Regions from separate parts of the Gossypium hirsutum genome. Here regions 1 and 3 are each linked to region 2. Evidence: chromatin contacts called from public Hi-C data. All regions are on one chromosome and are shown on one strand. Each heading gives the region's core, a stretch centred on a gene start, on an enhancer-like site or on the middle of the called end of the contact. The rest is flanking DNA. Distances are from core to core; before and after follow the strand shown.

The links. A called contact is a pair of places that touch in the nucleus more often than the background predicts.
Region 1: a contact with region 2 is called in a Hi-C map of leaf, with 1.9 times the contacts expected there. The contact joins the promoter of LOC107896301 here to the promoter of LOC107957163 in region 2. A contact is called at or near these places in 2 of 34 Hi-C or Micro-C datasets (both in leaf).
Region 3: a contact with region 2 is called in a Hi-C map of leaf, with 1.9 times the contacts expected there. The contact joins the promoter of LOC107957317 here to the promoter of LOC107957163 in region 2. A contact is called at or near these places in 4 of 34 Hi-C or Micro-C datasets (callus and leaf).

What each region holds. Positions count from the first base shown.
Region 1 is chrA05:81,711,499-81,714,610 of Gossypium_hirsutum_v2.1, reverse strand. It overlaps LOC107896301 (potassium transporter 4), which reads right to left and starts at 1,473. Exons shown (of 10, transcript XM_016821448.2): 1 at 1,247-1,473; 2 at 190-430; 3 at 1-96. The coding sequence starts at 1,300.
Region 2 is chrA05:80,879,986-80,883,296 of Gossypium_hirsutum_v2.1, reverse strand. LOC107957163 (cytosolic endo-beta-N-acetylglucosaminidase 1) reads left to right here and starts at 1,853. Exons shown (of 12, transcript XM_016892606.2): 1 at 1,853-2,239; 2 at 2,242-2,450; 3 at 2,926-3,063; 4 at 3,296-3,311. The coding sequence starts at 1,948. It also overlaps the pseudogene LOC107957164.
Region 3 is chrA05:80,191,491-80,194,700 of Gossypium_hirsutum_v2.1, reverse strand. It overlaps LOC107957317 (probable inactive receptor-like protein kinase At3g56050), which reads left to right and starts at 1,635. Exons shown (of 8, transcript XM_016892821.2): 1 at 1,635-1,949; 2 at 2,044-2,182; 3 at 2,554-2,625; 4 at 2,730-2,873; 5 at 2,970-3,210. The coding sequence starts at 1,838.

The DNA.
Region 1 (3,112 bases), core at 224-2,723, 830 kb before region 2:
TGTAGGCGGAGAGTTCTTCATCAGCTGCTTGCTGATTGGGAAGCAAGCTAAATTTTGCATGCCTACAAAGCAGCGAGTAAAGAGCAAAAGTGCCACCTGATAAGAAATCATGTAAACATGATGTTAAATGGTTAGCCAAAGTTTTATAGGAGAGTAATATCCATTATGAAATTTAATGATTCACCACACCTTCACCGCTATCATCTGCACCCAGCATGATAAACACATATTTAAGAAGGGGTATCAATGTAAGGGTCCAAAAAATCAAGGAAAATGCTCCAAATATTGCATCTTCATTCTGATGATCCTGCAAGTTCCCTATGAACGTGCTTGAGTAAACATAAAGAGGTGAAGTGCTCAGGTCTCCATACACCACCCCGAGGCTCTGGTATGCTAATATTAGGTTCCTGGAGAGATTGACCCATGAAAGCTGCAAAAGTGATTCAGGTACTTAAAACAATTTTGAGTTTCAAATAAAAACAAATGATAATGCCACGATTAATGCCGGAACACACCTAGACCCAAAACTCCAGCAAAAGCAGTGGTCAATATAGAAAAATATTGAGTAGAAAAGGAAATATCCTTTCTTTTTTTAATATATTAAAAGAAAAAAAATAAAGAATTAAAGAAATTCAGGCCAACATTTGATTTTACTAGGAATTAACACCAAAGTGATCATATGCATGTCATATTGGTTTTCAAGATGCGTTTTTTGATAACAGTGGCCATTAGATCAATGATTTTGCTCCAGTGATTTACATGTATAAGACACATTGATTGAACTGGAATTCAGAAATTGGTTTACTACGTATAAGCACAACATTCTAGCAAAAAAAAAGTGACCTTTATTCAACCTTCCTATAATCGGGGTGCGGATCCATGAGGAGGATAAAAAATATTTGAAATTTATGTTATAACTATATTATATCAGAAGAAAAGGTTGAAAGAAAGAAAGAAAGAAAAAAGATGACATGGACAGTAAAGTAAGCCGAAAAAAAGGCAGAGGTTAGGTTAGTAAAAAACTAAAAGCCTAAAAGAGTGACGAAGCTACTAGAGCAGCTTAATTGAATTTGAAAGTAGAGCTGTGACTGAGAGAAAGAGATAAGTAAAAAACAAGGGAGATGCCATCAAGATTGTAAAGCATCGGAAACCGAAGAGATCGCAGATAAGAAATGAAATCAAAATTGAAAACCAAATACACAAGAACAAGATTCAAAAATCTTAAAATAAATAAATGAACACTAACCGAGGAAGGATTTCGCGGAGGAGAAGGAATCGAAACTCCTGATTCCGGCCCCATTGAAAGCAGACTCAGAGAGTGTGTGTGTGTGTGCGTGTTCTTTCAATTCTGCGGCTCCCTAATCCTAATCCGAATCTCACCTCCCTCTATTGTTAATTTCATCTTACATTTCCATCTCCATTTTTATTCCATCTTATCTAATGAGCGTCCCCTCCAAATAAATCTAAAACTGCTTATGGTTCATTTATATGGTCTTTATATGTTATGATAATGACTTGTCTCATTCAATGACTCCAGTCCAGTAGTCGTTGGTTTGGTTGGATGGACTTGTACTCTTTTCCTTCTTAATTTTCTTTTTCTTTATATCTAATGAAAATCTAGTAAATAAAAAATATCACATTCGAAAGATACCTACTCAATGCTCAAACAAAAAAAAGATACCTACTCCTTCATTAATACTGCTTTTACTTTTTTTTTTTACTTATTTTTAAAAATAAATTATATTTACCCTACTGCTTTTTAAATAAAATTTAAAAATAAATTAATATTCTTTTTTATTTTGTATTTATGCATGTGCCTCTTTATTTTTATATGAATGAAAAAAATTATATAAAATATATTTATTAAAAATTTACTTAGAAAATAAATAAAAAGAGATTGTTAAATTCATGGTGTCTTACCCTTATATTTAAATCTTATTGTATGTTAGATTTTATCTTTTTTTAAAAAAAAACTTTTAAAAGATAAAAAAACCACTTTTATAATGATATAAATTTATGAAAATAATAATTTTTTTGTTATTTTAAACTAAATTAATGTTGATTAACTCATAACACCAACTCAATTAAAATTTTAAATAATAATATATATTCATTTCTCTATAAAATTATAAGTACTCAATTTCGAATCTCACCAAATGCAATTGTTATGTGTGAGTTTTTGATATCATCATGTATAGTTATCATAATTGAGCAGGCCCAGGCTTAAGGGTTGTTTCAGAGTGAAACCGCCTGGCTCAGGGTTGGAAGGGGTTCAAAAAAAAATTTAACTTTTAATGTGAGAAAAAAATTAGACTAAAATAAATTAATTAAATGTCTACGACTTTCAGTTTTTGACCTTAAATGCTTATCTCCTAAGGTACTAATTTTTTTTTAACTTTTATTATATTACATTTTATAATTTTTTTTAAAAAAGGTTCAATTTATTGTTTCGTCTAGAGTCTAAAAATATCGAGAATCAGCCTATAAGTAAGATTAAACCCATAGATAAATTTTATCCGAATTATTCTAACTCTTTATTTTATGTTTTATATTGATTTAATATACTTATATTTATAGTTATATTATTCTTGTAACAGTAATATAATTATAGTTGTAAAATCGAAATTAAAAAAAAGAGAGGCTTAACTAGAGTACAAGACTACATATTCAAGTAAGTTATTGACCATAAAATTGCACTGATCGACTCTTCGAGGACCGAAAGCGTACACCACGGCCTTGGTATGTGGCCCTCATCCTAAACCAAAAAGCAACTTGACTTTGTACTTGTAGTACGAATAAATAAATAATGGTTAATTATTAAAACTCCTCCAATTCTTATTCAAATGTTAAAATATTCTTATTAAATATTAAAGTAATAATATTTTATCAATTTAATCCTTTTATTGATCTAATCATTAGTTTAGATATTAAACACATGTATAAATCTAGCATGAAACATATTTAAAACATATGAATTTATTACATGAATAATTTAGACATGATAAGTTAAAAAAAAAAAGAAATACCTAATGATACTAGTCATTAGTTTAACATTATATCCAAACTATTAATAAAGAAGGTATACAAATATTTACAATTTAATCTATGTGTT
Region 2 (3,311 bases), core at 604-3,103:
TGATAACCATGTTAAGAATGATTCAGCTGTTAACTTTTTCTTATAAAGGATGCCACAGTTTGTGATAAGGGAAGGAATGTAAGATGGTAGGTTTTGAAACTTAGACCTGCTTAATGCCACTTCTCAGGGTGGCTGCATGAGCCACCTGAATTAAGCTTCAATTGAGCAATTAACATTTTACTTATGGCCTTTAAAGACCAACCTTTTTATCTTCACCAATACCTGGCGCATCTAATGTATCTTCTAGTTGCTAATTATGGTAATTATATAGGGATAAATCTCGTGAGAAACAGAGGAAGAAAAATTTACAAACAAAGAAAGAACGAGAGCAACAAGAATCAAAACCTGAGAAACCCGAAAGGGCCACATACGCTGCCGCCCCTGTCATGAAGAAGAAAACTGCTAAACAGAGACGTGCTGCCCAAACCATTGAAGATGAAGAGGAATTGACCCGGGAATATCGGCTATTGAAGAAACTAAAAAAGGGGGCTATTGATGAAACTGAGTTTGCAAAGTTGACAGGAACTGAAGATTTAGTTTGAACTTTCAAGTATGTAGTTTTGCAGGGTTTGACTTGCCCTTTCCCTTTCTGAAGGAAGAGCTTGAGGCGTACGGCCGTTACTTTTTCTAGAAGACCAATTCTCTACAGCTCTTTTAACAATGGATTTTGGAAAGTAGAGTTTTGGTGTTCAAGTGATGGAAAGTAGACGCGCAGCATATTGATATGTCTGAATTTATATAATTGTTCCAATCTCTGAATTTCTTTATTTCACATTTGATTTTGTTGATTCAGTCACTACAACTATTGTAATGTGTATGTTAGGGGAACCAGATTTATACATTTGATTTTAGAGTGTTAGCGATTAAAAAAATAGAAGCAGAAAGAGTTTTACTTTTACCTACCTAAGTACCTCTTTGCCGCGAGTTTAATCATTAGTCAAAATTGAAGATGCCAAGTAATTTTTTAGAAAAATGTCACAGTTTTATTTTAATAAAAAAATACTAGTTAAATTTAGCCTAAAACCAGTCGAAGTTATATATGGAACATGGATTTATAATTGTAGTACATAGATTTATCATTGGTAGTGCCTATAGCGGATAGACACTAAAGTTGACATCTACATCCGATTCTGTATGACATCATATTATGTTTCTGAAGTAACTCATATCAAACGTGCTCAATATACAATATGATAAAATCATATAAATACATATTAATTATAATCTAATTAATTAGGGGTTAAGCAAAGCGTAATGCGAGATTAGGATTTAAATCCCAACTCTTTTCATAAAATTTCAACATTATTTCTCAAAATAGGAAATTCATGTTTTGAGACAGATCTAATTTTATTTTTAATAACTTTTGTTTCAATATTAGTATGTCTTAAGACATGCCATTGAGGTTCACGAGACAATACTCTTTAGCCTCCCTGTTTTCTTATTTGTGTGATATGCCTTCAATTTTATGAGATTGTAAGACAACACATCCATATTTGTTTTTTGAAAAGGAAGGCATATCAACATTAGTGACAAAAACGTTAAACCCCGGAGCAGCAGGGGCATAATGAAGGTTGGATTGTTGGATCTCAGAGATCCATTGGTCACAGTTTTGCTGAACTGTGAGCATTGCGAGGTGGACTCTCGCTCACAAAAAAGAAAGGGGCATATATGAACATCACATCTCATTGTTGCATCTTCAATTATTAGGTGCATGAAAAACAATCGTATACTTGATCTGCTAATATCTGAATGCATGCAGGGACCATGCCCCATCATCCAATCCCAACATGTGTTTCGAAGAAGGCAACCAATCAATGTGCTATAAAAGGCAGCAGCTGTCTACCTTTAAATTCCGATGCTTTATTTCCTATGGTCAAACAAACAAACTAACATGAAGGCACCTTGAAATTTAGCTTTCAAACTCACATCACATGTTCACCCAAGTCAATGCTTCGCCTCCTCTATTTTCTCCGTCTCTTTAAAACCCGTAGAACTCTCTTATATCTCCACAATTTCTTCACTTCAATCCTCAAACCCATCACCAATCTCATCGCAAAAATCATGCCCAATCAATCCGATGACCACAACTCCGATCCCCCACCACCACCCTTCGACCCATCAAAGCCCTCCATTCCCATCTCTTACCCCATCAACTCCCTTGAAGACCTTGACTCCGCTTCTTACTTTACTTCTTTTCACTACCCTTTTAATAAATCCACTGTTCCTCTCCATCCCCCAATTCAGCTTTGCCTCCAAGGCCCAGGCTTTTGGTTTGCCATGACATGCAAGGTGGCTACGTCGATGATAAGTGGATCCAGGGTGGCCATAATTCCGGCGCTTACGCCATCTGGCACTGGTATTTGATCGATGTTTTTGTTTATTTTTCTCATAATTTGGTCACCCTGCCTCCTCCTTGTTGGACCAATACTGCTCATAGGCATGGAGTTAAGGTCAGTTCCCTCATTTTTTTTTCCTGATTGAAAAGTGTTTAATTCGGCTTATTTCAAGTGGAATAATGGTGGGTTTAGCTGACTCAATTGATAAAGCCAGGCGATGTATGAATTTATGGTTTTTCTTTCTAAATATATATTTTGCTTAAGTAAGGAAATGGGTTTAGGCTAAAAGAAAGGTTCCTTATCTCCACTGGGCCTTAAAAAGAGTTCTAGTTAACTATAATTGCTTTCTTATGAACAGTTTGCTTAAGTTGCATTAACAATTGCGATAAATTTTAATGATCTATAGAAAAGCACAATCTTTTTCTTTCTGCTCAATCAAGAAATGGTTTCTGACCTTTTCCGGTGTAGCTCATGTGTTATGGTGATCCAGCGTGTTTTGAAAGCTTGTTTCGTTTTCTTTGGATTATGGTGTTTTAGAGACTAAAGGAAGCTTTATATATGTTTTTTGTCTGTGTCTGTGGAATCTAAGGTATTGGGGACATTTATCACAGAATGGGATGAAGGCGCAGCTATTTGCAAGAAGCTGCTTTCCACTAAAGAGTCTGCTCACAAGTATGCTGAACGCTTGGCAGAGCTCGCTGTTGCTTTAGGCTTTGATGGATGGCTGGTATATGCTACACAACAATCAAAAAGCTCAGCACATACACACATGCACCATGTTACATACAAAGATACTAAGTTTTTAGGGCAAGGAAAGATGAAATTAAGAGAATGTTTGATTCTATTTTGGAGGAAGCATAGCAGTTAGATCATATAAATAAGAGTTCTTCCTTATGTCACTCTAATATATGGGATCTTCATATATTGGCTGTCATTAACCAAGGAAAGCTTCCTTGCAGCTCAATTTGGAGGTTA
Region 3 (3,210 bases), core at 386-2,885, 690 kb after region 2:
ATAACTAATCAAACCAAGCAGTTAAACCAATTTTTTTTCTTAAAATTTTTAATAAATTATTTAATTGAACCGAAAGGACCGATGAAACCAATGAACAAATGACCTGATCACTTAAACTATCGATCCAATTTGAAAAACTTTGCAAAAATATTTTAACCATATTCACCGATGAATAGATGTAAAATAAAATGTAAATGAAAACAAATAGAAAAAGTTAAAAAGAAAAGGCATAATTTTGAAAATACCCTTAACATTTATGGGTTTTAGCCCTTAACCTTTTTATTTTTTGATTGACACCCTTAATATTACGATTTTTTTTAAAAATCAGCCCAATTTTAACAGTAAATATGAGTTGATCGTCAATCAACTGCACGTCAACAAAATAGCTTATATGGCATGCTACATCAGCACGATGTAATAGATAATGTCATCTATAAAAAAATTGTTCTGAGTGCATCAAAACCAATGAACACTAACAGTGAAATAAAAAAAAATTCTTATACTATATTCATTCACCATGAAAGCTATGATTGTAATACTACTATTGATACAAACAAAAATAAAAAATTTCTTCTACATAGAATAGATCATCAAATTAATCGCAAATACTAATGAAAGCTAATAGCGAAACCAAAGAAAAAAAAGAAGATAATTTAATTAGTACCTTGTTAAAGTTCAGTTGAGTACCTCAATGGTGAAGAAAATAGTAGAAGTAATCAAGCATCTCCGATGACGACCCGAACTCCTTCGAATCGAGTCGAACACGACCCAAATTCGGTGACCCATCTGACTTTTTCTCCAACCTTTCTTCCTCTACGGACTTCTCTAGTTTCTACTTTTTAGAAACGTCTTCGGTTTCTTCGTCATTTTCCTATCTCTTGCACTCGATTCGAAGTCACCGTTGGCATCGTCTCTGGCATTAGGGTTTTGGGCGAAGGAGTTAAGGTTTTTGAGATCCATGTCTTCAGTTGGTGGGTTGGCCCTAGTGAGCTTCGACAATGCCTCTTTCTCCACCATTGAGGAAGATAAGATTTCAAACCTTAGAACGTTTGACAGTAGTGGAGGAGTTAATAGACTTTGCACAGAGGCTTTGTTTAGTTTCCCATGGGTAGATATGTGATGAGGAAAACGAATTGAGCTGCACATGTACTAGTTGATGCAGGAGGCTCCATTGGCAATAGAGACCGCAATGGAGCAAGATCATTGGTAGGTGGATTTCTAGAGAACGGATTTGTGAGAGGCTACTTGAGGAAATTTGTTGGTTTTGTTTTATTGGTTTCCATCTAATGCAAAAACCATGAAGAAGAAAGAGAGAAAGAAAGAAGAAGTAAGAATGGATATAAAATGAAAAAAAAATTATGACATTATGCTTACGTGGCATGCCACATAAGATACTTTGTTGATCTGTAATTTGATTGACTGTAAACTAATATTTACCGTTAAAATTAGACTGATTTTTTAAAAAATTGTAACGTTGAGAGTGTCAATACGGGCACAAAACCAAAATCCCCTAAATGTTGAGGGTATTTTTTGAAATTATGCCAAAAGAAAATTATCCGGAACCTTAATTTACCTTTATTATTTACTGCGGCTAAAAATGAAATAAGGGAGAAATTTGTAAAGGTTGATACGTTGTTCAGTGAGTCTTTTGAGTGTACGCGTTTTCAAAACCAGAAACAAATAGAAAAACAAGGAAAATTGTCTTAACTCTAATATCGTGTTAGATTCACCCACTGACTCAGCCGCGTTTCTTTTTTTTTTTTTGTTTTTTCTTCCTATCATAGTGAAAATTTTCTGGTTTTTTTTTTCGAGTGAAGACCTCTCAAACAAGAAGACGATGATGATGAAGAAGAACTGGAAGTTTGTAAGACTAAGACAAGAGTTTCGAGTTGGTGTTTTGCTGCTTTTATTATGTCAAAGTTTGGCTTGTTGGTCGTTGAATGAAGAAGGTAAACTTTTCACTTTTTTGTTTCAATTTTTGGGTTTGGTTTGTTTGTTGGGAAAATGGAGGGAAAACAATGGTTTTTGGTAATGGATATGCAGGATTTGCTTTGTTGAGACTAAGAGAGAGAGTGGTGAATGATCCATTTGGTGCTTTGTGGGCTTGGAAGGAAGAAAATGGAGAGATTAACCATTGTTCTTGGTTTGGTGTCGAGTGCTGTGATGGCAAAGTTATTGCTTTGTAAGTTTTTTTTGGCACCAATGTTTGTTTTTGGGTGGATGATGTTTGGTTTCCGAGAAAAGAAAGGAAACATAAATGAAATCTTCTGCCTTTAATAATTTCTTATTTACTTTTTGGTCGGGAGAGTATCATTTACAATTTTGAGATATGATTGTAAGTAGTAACATAATATCAAATACTAGCTTTGATATCTAATTTACCAAATTTCAATATATATATATTTATTTGTGAAATTGGGATTTTAAGTAGATTTTTTGGTCAGATAAAGGCACTGGTATTTGTGCTGAATACTGATTCAAAGTTTAGGCAAATTGTGATGAATTATTTCCTTTAATTTGTTTAAGGATTTGATGGACTGAATAAAAATGCAGGAATTTGAAAGATCTTTGTCTTGAAGGAACACTGGCACCTGAGCTTGGAACTCTAATTCATATTAAGTCTATGTAAGTATGATCTTTATCGGATTGTTGATATCAAAAGCAAAGTGCGATTTGGCGATCTACTTTTCTTGTATGCACTGTTCTGAAGCAATTGTTTTCCCCCACAGTATCTTGCGGAACAACTCTTTTACCGGAACTATCCCCGAAGGGATCAGCAAACTGAAGGAATTAGAGGTATTAGACTTGGGATACAATAATTTCAATGAATCGCTTCCATCTGGACTCAGCAACGATCTCTCCCTAACAATCCAGTAAGTCAACAATTCAATTCTCATACCCGGGGCAATGCTGTGTTTCTTTCTAGTCTTTTTTATTCAGTTATTTAATCCTTGTTTATGCTCTTGTAGGAACAGTGACCGATCTGAAGGTGCAGTGCTAAGGAGATTGCTGCAAGAAACGGCAAACACTTCTGCAAAGTCACCAAAAGCACCCCCTTTAAATTATAGTATGCCTCCATCTCCTCGTACATCTAGAGCTCCAACTCATCCTGCATCTTCTGAACCATCCACAAATAGTACATATTTAAGGGGTGCTCCTGTTCCACGACCTCCCTCTGCTCCTGCTTCTAAACCTTCTGGAAATGATACA